Linked DNA regions of Lactuca sativa: region 1 is linked to region 2. Evidence: chromatin contacts called from public Hi-C data. All regions are on one chromosome and are shown on one strand. The core of a region is the stretch at or near the end of the contact, and the rest is flanking DNA. Distances in the headings are between cores, read along the strand shown. Region 1 holds the start of LOC111908045. Region 2 holds the start of LOC111898371 (putative ABC transporter C family member 15).

Region 1 (4,354 bases), core at 1,448-3,947, 660 kb after region 2:
CTTTTTTACATTATAAAATTAAGATATGATCATGAGAGACTATATACATAGTTGAATATGGAGATTTTAGACTTCCAAAATGTCAAAGGTAGCATAAATAGATATGTCATCCCCTTCACAACCGTATTCTCATTTTATGATATTTTAATTACATAATTAACAATCATGCATACCCTTGGACATAATCCTAGTTGTTTGGATACCGAGCAATGAATCTACTCGCTTAGAACATGTTGAATATGAGAAACTGCAATAGGCCAGCAAGGAAACACAATTAAATATGAAGAACATACGAAGAAATAAGTACATAAAGCTCTTGCAGTGTCAATTAATCATATGAAAAATGAAAAACTAATAAACAGGAAGATGCATGAGCGATAATATGGTTCCATGAAATTTGAAAGGAGCATGGAATTCTAACTCTTCTAATCTTTAGTTTATTATTGATAGTAATAGTAATAATCTTATTATTTTTAGAGTTGACTATAGGCAATATACTCTTTTAAATTATAAAATTAAGATAGAATTGACTAAGGAGATTCTTCGGTTCCAAAATATCAAAGGCGGCCTAAAACAAAAGGGTGATCTTCTTCATAAATACGACTCTCTTTCCAATCCACAAGATTGCTTCTTATCTAATATGAAATTTTTAATTAATATTTCTGGAGTTATGGACAATATTCATTTTTACATTAGAAAATTAAGATAGGATATGATGATGGCAGCCATAGTTGACAATAGAGATTTTACAATTCCAAAATGTCAAGGGTAACATAAAACAAATGTGTCATACCCTTGGGTAGGGCTGTGCATGGGTTAGTTTGGGTCGGTTTTGGACCCAACCCCAACCCAAATTATAAGTGGTCGGTTTCTTATTTTCAGAACCCAAAAGGATCGGTTTCTGGTCGGTTTGGTTTCTCGGATTCTGAGGTCGGTTTGGGTGGTTTTTCGGTTTCTTGGGTTCAACCCATACATTCACGGGTCCTGGGTTTAAACCCATCGGCTTTGGGTTTTAACCCATTTTTTATAAATGAAGCAACATGTTAAATACTTCAAAAAACACCAATTTTAAGTTAAATACTTCAAAAAACATGAGTTTTACAACAAAGAGTCTATTACAAGTTACAACCAAAGCCCAAAATAGTCTATTACAACAAAAAAAAACAATCAAGTATGGGTCGATTTCTTGGGGCGGTTTGTCGGTTTTAAGTATGGGTCGGTTTCTCGGGTTGGATGGGTCGGTTTCTAGGTAAAAATCGAAACCGAACCCGATTTTTCGATTTTTTAAAATTTCAAACCCTAACCGTCGGTTTTGCTCCGGTTTCGGTTTTCTCGGTTTTGGTTTCGTCGGTTTTAGTCAGTTTCTCGGTTACTTGGTTTGGGTTTGCTCACCCCTACCCTTGGGCATACTTGTTCGAAATAATGTCTATTTCCTTACAATCTTAATCACCTAACAAGTATGGACACTACTGACTTAATCTAGTTAGTGCAGGTTTGTTGGGGAATTTTTGGAACTTGGCACTAAAGGTTGAGGGGCTGTTAGGTATTGTTATCAAAGTAGAGATGCAACTTTAAAATGATTGTATGTGAGAGCTTGGATGCTTCTACGTGTGGAGCTTTAACTGGACGCACTAAAGGTTTTGGAACTTATAGTATGACAACTATATCCTCTTAAATGATACAATTGTATTCATACATGTATAGTGAGACATATTGTATTCTTGTATGCTATATATAAATGGAAAGAATTAGGTTTTCATTTTTAGCTTACAATATACTCTCGAGATTATCTATATGATGCTATTTTTTTTTTGTTTTTTTTGTTTTTTTTATCTCCTAGAACTCTTAGTTAGGGTTTCATGTTGTTGATATTTGTTATGATAGAACAATATTGAGCGAAGAGTGTAGTATAGGATCCGTGTAGTGAGGTTTATCTTGTAAGTTGAATCTGTTTTTAATGAGAAGTTGACGTTAGTCCGACATTAAACCCTAAACAAAAAGACATCAAAATCCAAAATAAACAAATTAAGTTACGTAGAAATTGGAATTTGAGTAGTATTAATGTATTATATTTCCCTATGTGTAATGATTACAATGTTCTTACTGTGGTTGGTCCTTCAATGAATGTGGATCTTGTTCTCGGGTACCTTAGGTATCATCGGAGGGACCCACAACACGAGCTGTTCAATCATAAAGATCATGTGCTACCATGTTATCAACAATGATGTCTTATGGTTTGCTCTGTATATGACTGGTGATAATGTTTTGAAACTCTCTTGTGTCACCAAGCCTCCAAATGGATGCTTCCCCTTCAATCTTTATTTTAAAAAATGATCCCTTAAAGATGTTGATTTTCTTGATCTTGGTCCCTTAAAGATAAAATTAATTTTATAGGATTTTTAAAAGAAACTTCCACGTGGCATCCACGTAGGATGGTTACCTGGTGAACATGATATAGTTTTACCTAATTGCTAAATGGTGACAAAATTATAATTAAAAACTTAACTAATATTATTAGAACTTTAATAGAATTTTAGAACTTTCATTATAAAAAAAAAGTTAAAACTCTATAAAGAAAATAACAAAATCAAAAGATAGGAATGAGTTGTAACATTGATTAAAGATCGAGGGCCGAAAGTCGCATACGACAGAAGAAAGAGCGAATAACGAAAAGAAAGGCGAGGAGAGCCACAAAACCCTAACAACAGCATCGTAGCCACCATCTACCTCCATATATATATTTAATCGAAGGGAAACCTAAAAAAACATCAAATCAAATCATGGCGACGGCGAAATACGATCTGACACCTCGAATTGCTCCGAAGCTCGACAGGCATCTGGTGTTTCCGCTGTTGGAATTCACTCAAGAACGCGAGCTTTACCCAAAAGGTCAAATCCTTAAATCTGAGATCGAGCTTTTGAACAACAGTTGATTACGCCATGGATATCCACCAAGTCCCTTTACCATACCGAAGATGTTCCTCAAGGTAGTAAACTCTCTATTTACATATGATTTTTGTTACTATTTTTTCCGTTTTTTCAATTATCCATGTGTGAATACTGAATACCCGTGTTTCTAAAACCCTCGTTCGAGATAAAGAGAAGTGTTACAGTTTGATATTCAGATGCTAAATGTAGTAGCTTCGAACGATAAAATGGATACAGATATTGCTTTAAATCTGCACCAATTTTATGAGGTTTTCAGCACTACTCATAAAGTTTAATGTGTGTTTAGAAAATATCCTGTGAAAATTTATAATGCGTATTTATAGATCTATATGTATATATGTAGTTGTTCCGAGGCTGTGAGTTCTTACTGGAGAGTAGAGGTAGTGGCAAGATTGAAGTCTCTGGAGGTGGCAGCGGCTCCAATTGTCACATTTTTGCAAAATCCAAGTGCAGTTCAGGAGTTGAGGGCTGACAAGCATTATAACAGATGCTCAATGATCGTTCTCAGGTACATTGTTTTTACTTGATTTTCTTATGTTTTTTTTACTAAGTGGAAACTGTATTTGTGATATTATAGTAGATGAATTTATGTTTTGTGTTTTCTTATGACCATATCTCAGATAAAATTCTATACTATCTTGATTTCTTTCTTTTTGTTTTTTAGTAGTTGGTATGCAGCTTTAGGCACCTTTTAATCGGCAAGATATGGCCTTTAACCAATTCACAAAGCTAACAGAAGTATTATAAGGAATGGAATTGAATTCCTTCCCATTTCCTGCCAACAAAACACGGGACAGAATTCAATTCCTTCAGTCGTTTATTTTGGATTTTGAGGTCTTTTTGTTTTGGGTTTAATGCCAGACTAACATCATACTTTTCTTAATTTGTTTATTGTAGCATATGCTTCACATTTCTTCCCATTACACCAGTATAAAATTGCTTTTATATCTGAACGATTTAGTTTTTAGATGTTTATGTGGGATTTGAATTAGCATCGATGATGATAATCAGACTTCGTCATCCTTGCACTTTGATTCATACTGAAGAAAACAACGGGGAAAGTATTTCTGAGATGCTTTTTCTTCTACATTTACGTTGCCAAATATATATCAATTTCTTTACTTGTTTATTAAAACTGTAATGTTTTTGTTTGACTTTAGAGTTTAGAATTTAGAAGAAGACATGCGGCCCATTCTGGCCCATTACGGCCTGTAAATGCGTTGTTTTTCCATTAGGGTTCATAGTCCCCGTATAATGGTGATGTTGCTGCCGTTATAAGTATACAGCTTGCGTTTTAAATTTATCATAAATCATCAGGCGTTCTCAAGTCGATCATATGCTACTTTATGTTGATCTCAATCTGTCTTGTTTTCTTTACTTGTCTTTCATTTTGTTACAAATTTTT
Region 2 (4,539 bases), core at 74-2,573:
ACCAATGACCATTTATTCGAGTCAATTTTTACTCATTACTTGTGAAAATGGTCGATTTGGGTTATATTTATTCTAAGCGGTCTAAAAAATATAAATAAATGAGGCAAAAAGAAAACAAGTGAAATGCCATCTAAAGCGAATTAAAACACTAAGTTACATTTAACATTTTAATTATATATAATATTAAAATAGACTCTCTTTCTAAAAAAATAATATTAAAAATAGACAAAAAAAAATCTTCGACAAAAAGGCTTAGCACCCGATTGAGTCAGTACCCAACACCTCTCCACTATCCTTTTTGCCACCTCTATCTTCTACTCATAAGGAAAACCGCAGTCGACTTTCCTTTCTAATCACCGAGCACAATCACATCCACTTTTTTAAATATTAAAAGACATTCCAAAAATATATATAAAAAAATTGTAGCATCTAATTAACTTGACTTATCAATGTTCTTCTGATATTCCAAATTGAAATGCATAGGTTTCCACAAAAAAAACATAGTATATATCAAGAACTATGTTATTTATCCTTGAAAAACCAGTCATTGCTAAGTCGAATTCAAGACTTTTAAGAGCCCAAATTAAAGATGTTCATCGATACTCTTAAAATTATCATGGAGCTGTTAAGATATAGAACTAACCTTTTATGACCTCCATAGCTTTAGAAAGCATTCAAACCACGGTTTACCTCCACACTTGAACAGTTCTTCACTTGTACAGACGAATATTTCATGTATCAATTTGAAGAGAGCTTGTCAACTATATCACATTTATATATAAAACAAAAAAAATCAATCAATCAATCAGTTTGATGGTATCTTATTTCATTGTGTGGATGATAATAATTCATGTGTCACGGACTTCAAATCTCCTTTTTCCTCCTATATATGTCTTCCCAAAGGAAATTACAAAGAAAGGACCAAAGATGTACGTTGGAGGTTAATATCAAGAAAATGAACATCAACACTGCACTTTTCTGAATAAAAAAGACACTTAAAGTTACGTATAGTTTACAAAAACCCCATAAGTTCATCTTGAATATGAGCATAGTTTTGAGTTATTTTACACCAACACTGTTACGTTTGTCTGTATTAATGAGTAGGATTCTAATTAACAATACCAACCTGATAATATGTTGGTGGAGATGAACATGTCTTCAGAAAGCATCCGACTGTTCTTGACCGGAATGAATGAATGGTCTACTTCTTGTGATATTGAGTTGGAGAGAGGTTCTAAGCTATACAACACTTTCGTGATTGATGTTATATATATAAGAAAGTACGTACGGAGATAGTCATCTACCATTAAGGCTATGTTCTCATGATTTAAAAACAGGGTGAATGGAATATTTTCAGAATATATATATATATATATATATATATATATATATATATATATATATATATATATATATATATATATATATATATATATATATATATATAATTTTTTGGGTTTTGTATTATTGTTGTTTGATAGGATGAAGTCAGAGACGACAATGGAGAGAGTGTCATGTAGAAAGAGAGAGGAAAAATAGTTTGTCAAAAAACTAAGGGTGCGTTTGGTTGTGAAAATTTTTTCAGTTGTTTAGGAAAATTTTCCAGAAAAAACGGAAATTTTGAAAATGCGTTTGGTTCATTCGGTTTTCTAAAATTTTCCAAGAAAATGAAAATTTTCAGTTTTTCAAATTGTATCTAAATTAGAAAAGTGATTTTAATAGTTTTCCAAAATTTTCAAGATGGAAAATGAAAACTCCACCGGTTTCAACCAAACGCGTTTTCTAAAATTTTCATTGAAAATTGAAAATGAAAACTCAAATCTATTTTCTGAAAACATTTTTTTAGAAAATGAAAACAGTTTTCTACAACCAAACGCACACTAAGGGTAAGTTTGGTTTTGAAATTTTTTTTAGTTTTTTAGGAAATTTTTTTCAAAAAATACGGAAATTTTGAAAACGCGTTTGGTTCGTTTAGTTTTCCAAAGTTTTCTAAGAAAATGAAGATTTTCAGTTTTTCTAAATTGTATGTAAGTTAGAAAAATGATTTTTACAGTTTTCCGAAGTTTTCCAAAATTTTAAGATGGAAAATGAAAACTCCTCAAGTTTCAACCAAATGCGTTTTCTAAAATTTTCATTGAAAATTGAAAATGAAAATTCAACTCTATTTTCTGAAAACATTTTTTTAGAAAATGAAAACAATTTTCCACAACCAAACGCACCCTAAGGTTTTGTTAGTCGTGGAAAATTGGTTGTTTTTCAGAAAAATTTTCCAAGAAAAATAAGAATTTTGAAACGCGTTTAGTTCGTCTATTTTTCTAAATTTTTCATGGAAAATGAAAATTTTCCATTTTCTAAACTACAAAGAAATTTGAAAGAATTAAAAAACCAACAATCATTGTTTTCCATTTTTTTTTAATTCTAATAATCATTGTTTTTTCCACATTTTATAATTACCGGTTATTTTTATCAAATAAAAAGTTTGCCTAACAAGATGCTATAATAAATAAATAGACAAAATTTATATTCTATTTCTTACAATGAATTGATTTCTAAACACCTTTTTGTTTTTATGCGAGTCTGGACATAGATGAACTTAAGGAATAGTTTAAGAATATTTTAGTTTTATTGTTTAAAAAAAAATTATAATTATAAAACCATCTAAAATATAAATTTGTTATTTATATAAAAGTTATTGTTTTTGAATCAAACTACTTTTCTAACATTTAAGATTTAACTATTACATTTTTTTTCTACTTTTTCATATAAATGTTAAACAATTTCTAACACTTTTTTATCTCATTATTTCTCTCAAAAGTCGATAGTGTTGTCAGTGTACTTTGGCTCAAATGGTAATTGTTGAACTTTTCAAGAATATGTGCTAACTTGATACGTCTCTTAATTATTTATGATATCCTAAAAAGCATTTAACTTCGATAATATTTAACGGCATACCTATATATAGTAAAGTAAACCTCATGGTTTTAATTCCCTTTTTCCCGATTGACAAATTACGTTGGTGTGAAGGTTTGAATCATGGAAATAGTTTTTCTAATATATGCGAAAAAAAGATTTCGTGTGGTAAATCTCATTTAGTGTAATGAACCAGTATCGGCCGAAAAAGAGAAAATTGAGATGACAATCACATGAGAACAAATACTGTTTTGTTTTTCTAATTACTTTATGATGTTTTTGAGATTATTAAAGTTATGTTCTAATGTATAAACAAGAAGGTAAATTAAATAGTTTAAACATGTTTTACTTTGAAATTTATAAATATCATCATTTTTGTATGAGTTATGTTTGTTAAATCTTAAAAGATATAAAAGTTTATTTAATTCATATAAAATAAGTTTTGAAAATTGAGTAAACTAACCTTTATAAATGAGTTATTTATAGAAGATAATCTTTTTTTTGTTAAAGTTTTTGAAAAATGATCACATAATTCGAGATACTGTATTCCGGAGTAATTAAGCCTGTTCCGGAATTGGTGGTGGTTGGACAAAGATTTGTTAAGAATTTGACAGCTGTACATTTTAGATTGGAAAAGTGCATTCTGAATCTCTTCTTCATAATGTACAAACATTTCAGAGTCATAATATTAAGCAAGGTTGTAAAAATCGCTCGACGGTCGACTGACGATAAACGATTAATCGGACTAGGCGGGGATTAATCGGAGATCCTTAATTATTAATAAAATTATTTAAAAAATTAATATTCCCTAAAAAACTAAGTATTTGAAAATTTAAAGTTTTAAAATTTTAAAATTTTGAAAAATTTAGTTTAATATTTTAAAATTTGAAAGCATAAAAATTTGAAAATTTAAAATTTTGGTGTAATATTTGAAAATTAAAGTTTTTTGAAAATTTTAAAAATTTCCCGTCTATGACCGTCGAGACCGCCAAGGACCGCTAAGGCCGACTTTGATCGATTTTGACCAATTTCCGCCAAGCACACTAATCGTAATCAGTTTAAGGCCGCCAAACGATTAATCGCCGATTAATCGGCCGTCAAGGCCGATTTCTACAACACTTATATTAAGACATTTCTATTGTCATTTTTGATGCCTAAACCAAATTCAGCTTTGGGAAACTAAAAATGAATTTGTATAAGCCACTATTCGAAGACATGTTTCTAGTGGATCACAATGGATGCGAATTGAAGGATATATGTAGTATATTGCTTTAGACTACACATGTTTTGGTATAGATTAAAAAATGTTATCAAATTTTCTCGATTAATTACATTTGTTGCTTCGAAGTCCAAGTTATATACTAATAAAATATGTCTATCTTTTCAATGTCCTAGATCAAACATAGTTATGCAGTTTTCTTGACGATAGTGATGTTACATATTTTCTTGTTAGTAGTATGCCTTCTAACACAGTATAATTATTTGTTGTTAATAATGTTATGGAACGCGACAATGGGTCTTCCAGTGTTGGAAGTAACCAAATTTGTAGTTTATTACTTATGACATTGAATCATGTTCCTTCTTACAATGAGCTTGTAGAAGGGGACAATGTTAGGTATAAAGTTAAGG

The links. Hi-C and Micro-C count contacts between places; a contact is called where the count stands out from the background.
Region 1: a contact with region 2 is called in a Hi-C map of bud, with 6 times the contacts expected there. The contact joins the promoter of LOC111908045 here to the promoter of LOC111898371 in region 2. A contact is called at or near these places in 2 of 4 Hi-C or Micro-C datasets (bud and leaf).

The regions. Positions count from the first base shown.
Region 1 is chr5:72,910,442-72,914,795 of Lsat_Salinas_v11, forward strand. LOC111908045 reads left to right here and starts at 2,698. Exons shown (of 4, transcript XM_052764179.1): 1 at 2,698-2,987; 2 at 3,293-3,457. It overlaps LOC111908053 (small nucleolar RNA snoR26), which reads left to right and starts at 3,938; the gene lies at 3,938-4,027.
Region 2 is chr5:72,256,317-72,260,855 of Lsat_Salinas_v11, forward strand. It overlaps LOC111898371 (putative ABC transporter C family member 15), which reads right to left and starts at 1,324. Exons shown (of 12, transcript XM_023894291.3): 1 at 1,127-1,324; 2 at 644-761. The coding sequence starts at 674.